2 separate regions of the Mus musculus genome follow, and region 2 is linked to region 1. A link is a contact called in public Hi-C data. All regions are on one chromosome and are shown on one strand. Each heading gives the region's core, a stretch centred on a gene start, on an enhancer-like site or on the middle of the called end of the contact. The rest is flanking DNA. Distances are from core to core; before and after follow the strand shown. Region 1 overlaps Camta1 (calmodulin binding transcription activator 1). Region 2 overlaps Camta1 (calmodulin binding transcription activator 1).

Region 1 (4,016 bases), core at 699-3,198:
TATGTGTGTAGTTCAGAGGAGTCATTTTTATCCTTGCACATTTACATGAGCATCATGTAAGGTGGAAGGAAGCACAGTAAAATGCTTTTAGCTGCTCTGCATCTGAACAGCCCATGTTTATTTATGTGTATGGCTGTTTTGCCTGCATGTATGTGTATGTGCCACATGTGTGCAGTGCCCATGAGTCCAAAAGAGGGTAGCAGGTTCCCTGGAAATGGAGCTACAGATGGTTGTGAGCTCCTATGTGGGTGCCAGGAATTGCATCTGGGTCCTCTGGATGAGCAAGCAGTGCTCTTAACTGAGCCACCTCCCTAGCATCCCACGAATGGTTTTAAATTGTTGCATAATGTGGAATTTTTTCATTTCCCATCAGAATTTATTAGCTAAGTGAAATTATAGTAATATTTAGCCATTTTGCTTCAGTAATGAGTTCCAGGTCTGGTTTTAAGTGACTTTACATAAATTCCTTCACTTAATCCCCACAACAGCTTGTGTATAGGTGCAATTGTCACTGCTGGTGTACAGTAGTGCCTTCACCACTAAACCAAAGCCCTTCACTGAGCCTGAGGTACAGAGGGTGAGGTCACTGTACCACTTAGTAGCCAAAACCATCCTGCCTGAGGGCTGGGTGTGGAAGGTCAGTGTGTGGCTGCCTTCTTGAAATCACAGTGGAGCTGTGAATAAAGTTGGAAGACCACCTTCTATTCAATGTAGCAGGAGGGAGAAATCCTCACGATGCTGGTAACTGTAGTACAAAACCCACTATTTCCCCCTCCTTACCCCTCATCTCTCCTTCTCCTGGGCATACAATTCCATTTTTACATGCTTCTCTGTATTACATCCTATGTTTTCAACTACCACTGCCTCACAACCAACATTTTGACCATTTTCTGAGCACAGAGTTGGGGTCTTAATGTTCAAGGACATGTCACAGCAACTGTAGTCCAGAGAAGCAGTTTTCCAATACGTTGTCCTTGGTAAGAAGCCAGCTATAAATTTTATGTCGTGACCCAGAACATATGTCAATATATTCACCTGGAATGAAATTCCTAGAAAGACGTTTTGAGAAAACAGCACGCATGTGCCCTCTTCATTTTTCTTCTCAATCACTATCTTCTCATCTCCATTTGACTTGAAGAGATATGGTTAGCACCTACAAAAATCATTGCCTCCTTGGCCCAGAGAAATGGCTCAGTCGGTAAGAGCATGAAGATCCTGAGTCAGGATTCCCAGCACCCACACAAAGGCTGAGTGGCCATGGATGTGCATGCCTGACCCTAGCACTGTGGGGAGCAGAGATAGGAAATGGCTGGAACCAACCTAAGCTGCAAAACAACTCTAGGTTCAGTGAGAGGCCACATTTCAGAAGGATGTGTGGTGGTCATGCTACGTCTTCCCACAGCGTCTGCAGGTGTGTGCATAGCGTGTACACACACCAGGTCACAAGCAGGAACAAACCTCACTCCTATAAATCACAGCCCTGGAACAGCGTTGGTTCAGGACCACGGACAGCAACAAAAGAGCCTGATTCAGGACCAGGGACAGTCTTCCTCCCTCTCCCTCACACATATGAAAGGCAGTGCTGGTTTAAGGGCAGGGGCAAAGCTCCTATGAGTTTTGGTTCAGGGCCAGGGATAGCACCCCAGCAAAGATATTGGTTCTGAACCACAGACAACATATCCTCTTCCCTGAACCCCAACCCCTGTGCGGTGTTTTGGGCCAGGGCCAACAGCCCCTATGTTGGTTCAGGACCAAGAGCAACAACATAAAACCAACCAGACAACCAACCAACCAACCAACCAAACAAACAAAACACCCAACCCTGATGGTTTAGGACCAGGGACAGCTCCCCAGTCCAACGCCACATGTTCTGATTCAGAACAGGGGACAGCGGCCACAATGGCGGTTCAGACCCGGGACACCATGCGCAGTGACCGTTCAGAACCAGGGACAGCGCCCAGCACGCTATTTTAGGACCGGGGACAGAGGTTCCAAGCGAACATTTGGGACCGAGGACAGCGGCCCCACCACGCTGGTTCAGGACCGAGGACAGCACCCCTCCCCTTTGTCACATTTTGGGTTTTTAGCCTAAATCTGGCCTGCGGGCTTTTTGTCTCAGTCACCTTAGGACCTGTACTCAGGTGTCTTGCCTTCGAAGGTCATAAAGTTATAAAGAACGCTGTCGCAGAGGCTCGTGTTTCCCCAAACGCATGACTCAGATCCTCAAGGAATTCCAAGTGCTTACAAGGGAGGATGAGTGTTGCTTCCTTGTGTCTCTCTGGGGTGCAGATGGCTACAGACCATTGGCATTGACTGTAGACCAGTATCACTTTGGACACGGAGGGCCAGAGGGCCCCCCCCCCTTTGTTAGAAACTCATTTTCACATAAAGACACAAAGGACTGGGGATGTGACTCAGCCAGTGAAGTGCTTGCTGAGCAAGCATGAGAACGTGAGCTTTATCTCTAAGACCCACATTTTAAACAAAAATCCAGATGTACTGGTATATGCCTGTAACCCCCATGCTTAGGGGTGGAGACAGGATGGCCCGAAGAGTTGACTGGCCAGTGGGGATGTTGTCTCCAAAAATGAGGTGGATGGACCCTGAGGAATGATACCTGAGTGTGTGTTTTGGCCTCTACTCATGTTTACATGTGCTCACATATGTGCATATGCACTGACACGCATGCTCACCCCTACACAGGCACACACAGGGAAAAAAAAAAAGCAAAGCAGAAACAAACAGCAAATACTGCACGGAGCCTCCCTTCTGCCAGTGCTGCCCTGTCACAGCCCTCTGGAGAGCATGATCCTTTTATGGTTTTGACATTCTGTGCGCTATCTCCTTACAAAGTCCTCTAGAAAATGGATTGGATTGACTGAGGCGCGTGCCCTGCAGCCGTGCGGATCGGTGTGACACACAACGGTGCTTCTGGGTTCCTCATCTTTCATCTGGCTGCTTGATGTTAGAGAAAGGGAAGAAAGAAGGAAAAGGGCTTTTCCTCTGTGTGTGTGTGTGTGTGTGTGTGTGTGTGTGAGAGAGAGAGAGAGAGAGAGAGAGAGAGAGAGAGAGAGAGAGAGAGAGAAAGATTCGTGGGGGGTATCTCCATGTGAGTGTGCAGATGTGTGTGTTCATGTGTGTGCATGTGTGCTTGTGGGTGCCTGTGTGTGTGTGTCCATGTGAGTGTGTGTGTGTGTGTGTGTGTGTGTGTGTGAGAGAGAGAGAGAGAGAGAGAGAGAGAGAGAAAGAGAGAGAGAGAGGTCTGAGGGGGTATCCATGTGAGTGTGTTAAGGTGGGGTGCCAGTGTGTGTCCATGTGAGTGTGTGCATAGTGTATGTGTGTGAGAGAGAGGCAGACAGAGAGAGAGAGACAGAGACAGAGACAGAGACAGAGACAGACAGAGAAAAAGACAGAGATCCATGGGGATTACCCCATGTAATGCTTCTGGCTGCCTGTGTCCCCATGTGAGTGTGTGCATTTGTGCTTCTGGCTGCCTGTGTATATGTGTACAGGCCAGAGGTTGACCTCAGGAGTTTTCCTTGATCACCCTCCACCTTAGTAAGTAACATCTTTTTTAAAAATCTGAACTCAGAGCTATATTACTTACCTAGACTGACAAGCCAGAGATGCCCAGGGTCAGCCCCCTCTGCATCTTCACAGTGCTGGGATTATAGGTGCATGCTACTGCACCCAATTTTATGTGGGTGCTGGGGCTCCACACTTGTGCTTCAGGTACTTCACCATCTAGTTCTCTCACCAGTCCCAGCTCCCTGTTAATCTTCTTATGGAGTCTCAGAGTGTGAGGGCTAGACTCATCTGGCCAAAGGGAACTTGAGGCAGGTTTATTCATGGCTACAAGGTGTGTGTTGCATACAATCTGGTCCCATGACTGTCTTCACTGTGGATCCCCCTCTGTAGCAGCATCACGGTGGCCCATTTGGGTTGTGAGTAAGATAGGAAGGTTGTGTTCTGCATACACAAGGGTCTTCTGAGACCAAACTCAGCCCCTCTTCAAA
Region 2 (4,016 bases), core at 432-2,931, 250 kb before region 1:
ATAAAGTGCAAGTATTAACTCTAACCACCTGAAATAGTTGGGCCATTCACAAGCAGTGCTGATTTGTGCCTCATGCATTGCCTGTTTCTCATTTCTGGGCTAGCAAAGGTTTTTCTGTTACCTCACCTTTCTTCATTCGTTCTGAGCAAGGAGGGGCTGACTTACGTCCTTTCTTCACTAAGTGACTTTGAGTTAACATCCCTAAAGACAGGTGCACACTTTCTTGTGTCCTTCAGCTCTGAGAGTTGAGCTATGACGTCAGCATTTTCATTCATGAATTTTGTGCTTCCATTTTTTTCTTTGTGTTTTTGAATTGGCATATTCACATATCAGTTTGCCATCAGTCAGTTCATAAGTCAACCATGAAAGATAAAACAAGAGATGAAGCACTACAGTTGTTAGATAATGCTGTAGTTGCTCCTGCTGGTTGGTCTGCAGCAATTCAGTTTGGGCAAGGTTGCTGGCCAGACAGCTTGAGGTCTAAAGCAGTAGTTTTAATTAGGTTCTGATTTTTGTGTTGAGCTGTGTTGTGAACATATTGATACAAAATTTGTGTTTTTGCTATAAGGTTAGAGTGCTATGCCATGTTTCCTTTGTTACAGAGAATATTTATTGTGTCATTTGCTGAATTGGAGGATTCTGCTTCATTTCACAGAGGCAGGCTGGGCTCAGATCTGCTGCTGTTGCAGAGCATGTGGGCTACTCTGAGCATTTGGTTACTCTTGAAGTATTTCAAATATCTTGATTATTTTATGGTTTTAACATTTCTGGTTTTGATATACTGTTGTTGTGGAAGGCATAACATCCCGAGTTAGAGTCAGATTTCATTTCTCTGGATTGTACCCTCATGTAGCTATGGGATGGAGCTTCTCCTCCAGGGAGGTTGCTGTTTGAAATCTGACCCAGTGAAGACAGTCTTGAAGGACTCTCACTTGAATTTTTCTCTGTAGGGCCAACACAGAGGCTGGGCGTCTGGCTTCTGGCATTGTTCAAGCCTATGTTTGATGAATGGTTAGCTCTAAACAAGTTAATTTTCCTTGCTTTCTTGTGGGGGGTGCGGGGGGGGGCTTTACTGATTTTCTGACTATTTAATTGGCAAGGACATTTAAAAATAGCATATGTTACTTCTAGGCTGTGCCATTTATAGCTCAGTTCATGGTTAGAGTGGATGATAAAACTATAGTCATTGCAGTTGATACCTCTTTCTTAAACTGTGTGTGTGTGTGTATGTGTGTGTGCGTGCGCACTCACTATGAGATGAACTAAGGACTTTGCCAATGTATCTTACTCTGGAATTTTTTTAATACTAAGCTTCATTTTGTGTGTTCATGTGTAAATCCTATTTACAGCTCACAGCTTTTTAGAGATCCTCTAGAGGTACAGAGCTCTGAAAGGTACAAAGTTTTATGTTCAATATTTTGTTTTGGGGGCCAGCTAGATGGCTTAGTGAATAAGGGCTTGTCACCAAACTTTCTACCAAACATGGTAGAAAGAGAACTGACCTCCTCGGCAAGTTTTGCTCTGACCTCCACATGTCTCCCCCACCATACAAATGAAAATGATTACACAGGGAGCCCAGAAGTTAGCTTCTGGTGTGGTGCCTTCCAGCTCTTTGAGACATTCAGCCTGGAGCTAATTGCGTACAGTGGCAGGCCACAAAGCCCCAGGGATCCATCTGAGTCAACCCCCCAGTGGTGGAAATGTGCTGGTGCACCCAGTTTTTACATGGGTGCAAAAGCACTTTACTGATTAAGCTGTTTTCCCAGACCCTGGGGGCAGCATTTTAAGCCATGTGACATCTCAGATACATTTCCTTATATCCTTATGATGGAACTTTATATGTTTTGAGTGGTCTGATGGTAACAGATGAGTGACTTCTCTGGGAGCTAGGTTTTGTTTTTTTGTTTCTTTATTTTGGTACATGTACTAAGGGGAAGAAAGCAGTTAGCTTCTGGATATGCATTTGAAGGCACACATTTCAGTTGTTATTTTTCCTAAGAGATAAATAGTTTTGATAATTATTTAAATATTTAGAATTATGGCATTGTGTATTCACATGTGCATGTGACTGTATGTGTTTACATATAGTACATGTAAAAATTCATTGTGTAGGTACAAGTTTTCCCCTTGAAGGGCTGGGTATAGGATGCAGGGCTTTGTGGAAGCTACCACTCAACTATTAGTAATGTTGAAGACAGGAATCATTTTTATTATATTTAAAGTTTGCTCTTACATTTAAAAAAATTGATTCATGTGTTTTGGTGTTTTTCTTGGATGTATGTTGTATACCACTCTGTGTCAGAAGTATTGGTTCCCTAGAACTGAGTTACAGAGAATTGAGAATACCATGTGGGTGTTAGGAGTCAAACCTGGGTCCTCTGGAAAAGCAGCCAGTGCTCTGAGCCACTGAGCATCTTCTCAAGCCCTGGGGATTTAGTTTTCAATGATTATACTTTTAATTATGTGTGTGTACATGAGTGAATGAGAGTGAGTACCATGCCTTTGCAGGTCCCAGGAAGGTGTTGGAACTTCCTGGAGGTGGATGGTGGTTGTGAGCTACTGACATGGGTGCCGGGAACTGATCTCTATAGAGTCCTGGAAGAACAGTGTGTGCTCTTAACTGTTGAGACATCTCTTCAGCCCCAGGTTTTGTTTTTGGTTATGATTTAACATTATGTGGTAGGGGAGACATAGGAAGGTGAGAGGAGTCTGTTCTCTCCTCCATGTGGATTTCAGGGATCAACCTCAGGTTCCGTCAGGCTTGGTGGCTAAGCCATCTTGCTGATCCCAAGAAGGGACTGTTTACTTTGTTAAGACTTTGTAATTTTCAAAACTGTGTCCCTCCGTAGGATGTCTGAAAAGTTGGGGGCTTCAATGATTAGGTTTTACATATTGGAGATGTCTCTTGGCATCAGCATTCTTGTCCTTTCCTTCCCTGAATCAAGCAGTGATAAGCTAATCTGCTGACTTCTAATAAGCCCCCGTGGTTCCTGGGTAGGGCTGCTTCTTCCCCTTAGTAGAGGGGTGACCTTGGACTAAGGAGCTCCACCAGCAGGGTGCTCCTGACTTTGATGCTACTTTTGGGGCCAGAGGTAGAAGCCTCTCTCTTTGGCCTCCTTATCTCTTGTCCTTATCAGACAATTCCCATGCATCCATTTGTTATTTTTGACTCTGGCTCCTCTCCCCATCTTGCCTTTCCCAGACCTCAGCTCTGTGTCATGAGTTAGTTGGTAATGATTGTAAGGAGATTGTTCAGATGGATAAAGTGCTGTCCTAGAAATGACCTCTGAAAGTTCTCCCCATTCTTCCTCAGGATGGTACGGGAGTGAAGGTGGATAGATGCAGTTTACTTTGCAGCTCCCTTGCTGATACTGGCTGCTCTGTGGGACTTCTTTTTTCCTTTGAAGTTCTTATACCAGGTCAAGAATAAATATGTAGGCTTACACCTTGACAGGGGAGTTTGAAGTATAGCCTCTGAGGTACCTCCTTTATGCTTGCTGTACATAGAAATGCCCCCTCTGTCTAAAGAAAGTTAAAAAAAAATTGTTAAGGTTTTTACTGAAGATTTTCAATACAGAAACAGTCTTCTTAGGTATCCTCTGTGGTGGATTTAAAGCCTTTATTTAGGTATGAATGAGGGTTTATACTTTTAGAAAGTAGACTTAAATACTTAAAGACTTAAATATATGACTGCAGTTGAAAAAGTATTATTTGCTGACCCCAGACATGTGTGTTCAAGATAGTATTTATATTCATTTAGCTGTGTTTTTTGGAGTTGATTAATATAAGCGTTATTAAAATGTATTGATTGCCAGTAATTCAGTAAACACAGACTCTCCTATTAAACTTGTTGTGGGTTGGGGAGTTGCTGTGGTCTGCTGCAGTCAATAGTATAGCATCTTTGCTTAGACACAATCCCTGGGCTGTGCCAGGTCGTGCGTTGTGGGACGTTTTGAACATAATTCATGTTTTGAGTTTCTTTTGTACTTAACGATACAGGAGGAGAAGTTCAAGTT

The links. A called contact is a pair of places that touch in the nucleus more often than the background predicts.
Region 2: a Hi-C map of pre-megakaryocyte-erythroid progenitors shows a contact between it and region 1, with 3 times the contacts expected there. The contact joins two enhancer-like sites. A contact is called at or near these places in 4 of 39 promoter capture datasets (the 3T3-L1 cell line, hippocampal neurons, liver and 1 more), 2 of 15 datasets of contacts at CTCF or cohesin (hippocampal excitatory neurons and pro-B cells), 56 of 484 Hi-C or Micro-C datasets (the HL-1 cell line, LSK cells, the N1E-115 cell line and 33 more), 2 of 115 datasets of contacts at active chromatin or transcription factors (astrocytes and embryonic basal ganglia) and 1 of 9 other capture datasets (embryonic stem cells).

The regions. Positions count from the first base shown.
Region 1 is chr4:151,602,628-151,606,643 of GRCm38.p6, reverse strand. All of the region lies in intron 3 of Camta1 (calmodulin binding transcription activator 1), which reads left to right. Among named protein-coding and RNA genes, the nearest start is that of Gm52712, 37 kb to the left of the region's middle. Within about 2 kb of position 1,948, at least 60 of the 459 cell types and tissues checked have an H3K27ac peak or open chromatin away from gene starts, as enhancers often do. A contact at or near this core is called in pre-megakaryocyte-erythroid progenitors, where this site is marked.
Region 2 is chr4:151,849,051-151,853,066 of GRCm38.p6, reverse strand. All of the region lies in intron 1 of Camta1 (calmodulin binding transcription activator 1), which reads left to right. All of the region lies in intron 1 of Gm42357 (a long non-coding RNA gene), which reads right to left. Among named protein-coding and RNA genes, the nearest start is that of Gm42357, 9.5 kb to the right of the region's middle. Within about 2 kb of position 1,681, at least 35 of the 459 cell types and tissues checked have an H3K27ac peak or open chromatin away from gene starts, as enhancers often do. A contact at or near this core is called in pre-megakaryocyte-erythroid progenitors, where this site is marked.